Linked DNA regions of Anas platyrhynchos: region 2 is linked to region 1. Evidence: chromatin contacts called from public Hi-C data. All regions are on one chromosome and are shown on one strand. Each heading gives the region's core, a stretch centred on a gene start, on an enhancer-like site or on the middle of the called end of the contact. The rest is flanking DNA. Distances are from core to core; before and after follow the strand shown.

The links. Hi-C and Micro-C count contacts between places; a contact is called where the count stands out from the background.
Region 2: a Hi-C map of small yellow follicle shows a contact between it and region 1, with 2.2 times the contacts expected there. The contact joins two enhancer-like sites. A contact is called at or near these places in 2 of 8 Hi-C or Micro-C datasets (small yellow follicle and subcutaneous adipose tissue).

The regions. Positions count from the first base shown.
Region 1 is chr7:28,370,483-28,373,182 of IASCAAS_PekinDuck_T2T, reverse strand. It overlaps DIP2A (disco interacting protein 2 homolog A), which reads left to right. Exons shown (of 43, transcript XM_072041101.1): 28 at 1-77; 29 at 557-687; 30 at 1,849-2,017. Among named protein-coding and RNA genes, the nearest start is that of S100B, 22 kb to the right of the region's middle. Within about 2 kb of position 1,367, at least 4 of the 8 cell types and tissues checked have an H3K27ac peak or open chromatin away from gene starts, as enhancers often do. A contact at or near this core is called in small yellow follicle, where this site is marked.
Region 2 is chr7:28,463,648-28,466,347 of IASCAAS_PekinDuck_T2T, reverse strand. It overlaps PCNT (pericentrin), which reads left to right. Exons shown (of 54, transcript XM_072041132.1): 52 at 1-10; 53 at 1,471-1,598. Among named protein-coding and RNA genes, the nearest start is that of DIP2A, 6.7 kb to the right of the region's middle. Within about 2 kb of position 1,372, at least 2 of the 8 cell types and tissues checked have an H3K27ac peak or open chromatin away from gene starts, as enhancers often do. A contact at or near this core is called in small yellow follicle, where this site is marked.

The DNA.
Region 1 (2,700 bases), core at 118-2,617:
TCCGACCTACATCTCCAGATATGCTGGCATATTTGGACTTCAGCGTGTCTACTACTGGCATATTAGCAGGAGTAAAGGTAGAGTACTTGAAGAGAGACTGTTAAATTTAATTTTCTTATATATTGGCATATTTCACATTCATTCCTTCTGCCAGTGGGTCATCTTAGTGTTCAGAAGGCTTGTTCTAAAATGTGCATGACATTAAAGTTTCTTGATGCACTTTTCGGAAGCATTCATTCCTACCTGGTTGTATGTGAGGAATCACTGAGGGGACTAAAGGGAGGGTGTTTGTGATGAAGTTCACAAATGTTTTCAATTGCAATTTATCACAGCAATATTAGACATTCCTTGACATTATTTGACATCACAGGTATCACTTACAGATAGCCTGATAAGTAGCTAAAAATTTCGGCTTATATCCCTTTCCTGTTTCACAGGCATGTAAAAAGAATCACTACCAATTGCTGTATCTTCTACAACAAGCATTTCTGTTGGTATTAAATGTGATACCTCTTTTTAAAAAAATCCTTGAAGACAGCCTGCTTTCTTCTTACAGATGTCACATGCAGCTACAAGTGCCTTATGTCGTTCTATAAAGCTACAGTGTGAGCTATACCCTTCGCGTCAGATTGCCATCTGCCTTGACCCTTATTGTGGTTTGGGATTTGCACTATGGTGCTTGTGCAGGTATGTTACTGAATCATAGGTTTTCTCACATGTCCCTATCTTTCTCCTCACTTCTGTAGAATCCCAGCTAGTTGTAGTGGACAAGACTATAAGTGTAACCCCAGATTAACTTTTTGTAGGCATTTCATAAAAACATACAGCATTCATACCAACATGCAGTAAAAGAGTTATTTAAGTCAGTCAGTTACTTAAGTAACTTTGGTTTTGCAATTGAAATTAATTAGACACCAAATCCAAGGGAGGGAAAAAAGGAACTGAAGTGTTTTCATGGATATCTTCTCTGATGATTTTGAACTTCTGAAAACTTTGAAACTCTTTGAAATTCCTTTCTTTGAAACTCTGATGGTTTTGAACTTCTCCCCTGAACAACATTCATGTTTTCTATTCTAACTGTCACCTCCCTGCAGAAATATCATTCCTACCAAATCTCTCTTCTCATTCACCACGCAGATTTAGACAGGTGCTTTTCCTGGATGCAGACATGAGTGGCGTTTGCTGCAAGGCACACAGTCTGTGCTGGATATTGGGTGCTTGTGGAGAGGGTGAGAGAAGAGTGAGGAGGGGCCATGAGTGTGAGTGAGGTGGGAGCCAAAGAGCATGAATGCTTCCTCATAGCTCTGAATCCGCAGTGAAAGCTGCCAGGGCGATGTTGATTCTTAGGTCAAGGCTAGGCAGGCAATGCCTCTCGTGCAAGCTGTGTTGACTGCATGCTGTGCCTAGCAGGCAGAGATAACAGGTCTAAGAGACAGAGCTGCAACCACAGCCTGCCATGGGAAGCAGGCTTTGCAAAGAAGGCAGAGGTTTGTGGGATGGCACATGTATTCTTACCCTCTCTCTTACTGTAGTTTACATATGTGAAAATGAAAAGTTGCCTAAATTTCAAGGCACTGAGAATTTATTTGCCTGTAGTTCAGTGCAACTTACTGCAGGACAGATAAATTCACCTTGAAGTTTGTGGCTTAACTTTAACCCATAGTGCCTTGCCAACTAATCAGTCGAAAATCCAGTGAGATGCTTGCTTTCTAAAGAGCTGAGCTGAAGTTCATATAGATATCAAGCTCTCACTTTTCCTGTAGTTGTTTGGTTCCCTTCTTCTTTGAGTAACTTCTCGCTTTTTATGATGGCTTGAAGTTTTCATGCTTGTTTTCTTGTTTTCCTTAGTGTATATTCAGGTCATCAGTCTATTCTTGTCCCTCCTCTGGAACTAGAGAGCAATGTATCTCTCTGGTTGTCTGCTGTAAGTCAATACAAAGTGCGTGTCACTTTCTGCTCGTACTCGGTGATGGAGATGTGCACCAAAGGGCTTGGAACACAGACCGACATGCTGCGGGTAAGTGGACTTGTCTCTTCAGCACGCTGACATACAAATACATGTATTTTCCTAAAAACACTTCATTTTGTCCTGTAGAACATGGTCTTCTAAGTGTTTCTTTGAGAGCTTTTAATTATCACTTGTTTTGCAGGAAATGTTGAGATTGCTGAAAGTTGCATCTCTTGCATTTCTGAGGGGGGAGACATCTTATGTTCTCAACTGTTTATTTGTGCCTCCTCCGTGCTGCTGGGTATTTCTGAAGTTTTGGACAAAATACTTAGGAAGGCAAAAATAAAAATAAAAACCCAGCCAAACAGACAAAACAAAACACACATGAAAAAAAACAAAAACCTTCACCCACTGACTGCTCAACCCCACACTTGCCATGTCTCACCTGCTTTTGGGTCTTTTCAGACAAACAATATTGAATTCTAAAACTGATGTAATCTTTCTAACAGTTGTAATTACACACTTTACACCCATTTATTTTGAGGAAAATCTCTTAACTGAAGTTTAATTGATTTGAGAAAGCACTTCTGTCTCAGTGGCAAGAGAGTTTCCATGGCTTTAGTAACTAAGCTGCTCAGGGCCTCTGCTGGAAATGTTTGGCAGCTTGTTGCTTGCAAGAAGGCAACTACATTGTGCTTATTCTCAGTATAGAAAAAAAAACAAAACAAAACAAACAAACTAACAAAAACTTC
Region 2 (2,700 bases), core at 123-2,622, 93 kb before region 1:
CACACAACAGGTCAGTCTGTAGTCTGCATTCTGTGCAATTGCCATATTGGGCTGTCTTTCCTAAAAATGTAACCACTTATTGGAGAAAGTACTTGATCAAGAGGAGGTATTTGTTTTCTTAGGTCTGGTAAGTATTTAATTTGGTTCAAGATGCTACAGGAGAAGAAAAATTCTCATTTCCTTTGAGTATGTCTGATGTTCTTTGACTGAGAATACTCCTAGTGGCATTCCCCGATTTAATTTGGACAGGCTGAAGTATTTAAAATGGTAATGTCTGTTACCTTCTTTGAGGAGTAATTCCTGCTGCTTTTGCCTGCTAAACTGGAGATTTATGTTAAGAATGCAAGTAAGTAGGTTCACCTTCCAGCGGAAGTGGCTTTTCTACCATAGGACAGCACTGCATTAGTATTAGTTGCCTTCGGACTGTAAACACACTTGAATGGGAGGTGGGGAACTTGCTGTGTGTGTTTTTTCCAGTTTTTTGTTAATTATGTCCAGTTCTGCACAGGAATACGATCCCAGATGATTGTTGCTGGGTTGTATGTCACAAGTGGCATTTTGCACAGTGCTGCTAAGAAAATGCCTGAGCTGCAAGCTCAGTGCTGGAGCTGGAGGGACATGGCCTTCATTTGTCATTTACCTTCCCAGTTCCAGACTCTCCAAGCACCCCGAGTAACCTCAAATAATGCATAGCCACAAGTTATTCCTCATTTGTGGCTTCCTTCTTATAATACAGACTTTTAGCAGTTGATGTGAATGGTAGCATTTCAAATTTCCATCAGCGTGGCATGTGTTTGTTTTTTTAACTTTCTTATTATAAATTGGGTACTTTATGAATAAAATTATTGTCTGCTGGTTAAAGAAAACTGAGCATTGTGAATTAACCAGGTAGGCTGCTGAGTACCACACAACCTCTCTCTCGCTTCTCCTCATTGGGATGGAGGACTGTAAAGGATAAAAACGAGAGAACTGGTGGATTGAGGGATTGAGATAAAGATGGGGGGGGGAGGCATGGGATGGACAGCTGAAGCTGATGTACAAGACAATTGTTCACCTGGGCTGACATGCCCATCCAGATCTTAAGCAATAGTAGCTTAAGTAGCTATCCTGGAGCTGCCAGTCCCCCTACCCTGTCTAGCTCCCCCATATTAATTGTTCAGCATGACCTCAGATGGGGTGGAATACCCCTTTGGCCAGTTTGAGTCAGCTCTCCTGGGTCTGTCCCCTCCCAGCTCCTGCTGCACCCCCAGCCTGCCTGCTGGCAGGACAGTGTGAGGAGCTTGAGAAGTCCTTGGTTTAGTATAAGCACTACTCTGCAACAGCTAAAATATCAGCATGTTATCAATGTTATTCTCATCCTAAATCCCAAACACAGCACCCTATCAGCTACTAGAAGGGAAATTAACTCAATCCCAGATGAAACCAGGACAGTGTGCAATAAGAACAAAACTCTGTGTTTTCCTTTTTAAGATCGACTCCATCCACAAGTTCAGCTTCAGAAAAGTCATTTGTGCCTACTCAGGATCCTGAACGATCACTAACAGAATATATCCATCACTTGGAGGTTATCCAGCAAAGACTAGGAGGTTTGCAACTAGGTAAGAGGAACCACGCTACCTCTCAGAACTGCGAGCAGTCTGGGATTCTTTTTACAAGGGTCTTCCTACAGTACTTAAAGACTCTGCCTATAATACTTAGAGAATGTAAAGAATATCATTTTAATTAATAATTTGGGGAGGGAGAGAGGGGGATAAAAAATAAGTCTCTGAAACTAAACCTTTTTGTGAATCATACCTAAAACTAGTCCACATGTGGCATTTCTTTGAATAACTTCAGTGAAATTCTTCAGAGATCAAGGTGAATAATTTCCATGCGATTTTTCCCCTCCTGTTATCAAGTCTAAATTAGCAAGTTGTGTATTTTAAATGAATTTTATGGAGTTAACTTACCTTCAAGTCAGAGAATCATTGTAATAGCTGAATAGGGCTGCCTCTCTAGCATGAACTATCGTATTTCCCTCATTTGTCACTGTATCACCTCAACCACTCCCCCTCCTCAAAGTAAAATGGGGAGAAAATATGATGGAAAGATATGATTAGATGTGTTTTCCAATGTTTTCTTATTTTTGGAACTTAGATCTAAACTGTTTCTGGTGTATTAGTATTTCTGGATTGCGAGCAATGTGGCTGTGATTGTCAGGGAAAAGACAAGTTTGCTTAATTCAAGTATTTATTAACAAGAAGTTATTAAAGAAGTTATAAAAGCATAGTGAAGTTAGTGAAGCAGTAATTGTAAATGAAAAATCTATTAAAACAGCAGCATAGTATTTACAATATGCACACACAAAGGAGTGGATCACACAGCCCATCCCATGGCTGCTCCAGGGAAGATCATGCCTCTGCACACCAATCCCAGCAGTGGCTAGGGGAGGGCACCCATGCTAGCCCAAGTCACTGACAGGAATGAGATCATGCTTTCCACGGTCCAAATCAAGGTGTAGCACATAACTTCATCCCCTTACCAGGGAGCAGTACAAGGCTCCAGTGCCTCCTGCTGCGTGACTCCACTGACTATGCAGTTAGAAGGGCCTGCTGGCCATGCTCTTTGGAGCATATTCCCCAAAACTTTCTTTACCCATCCGGGTTTATCTTACTGAGTTTCCAGGTCTCAACATCTGTGGACCATCAAGTCAGATAATGT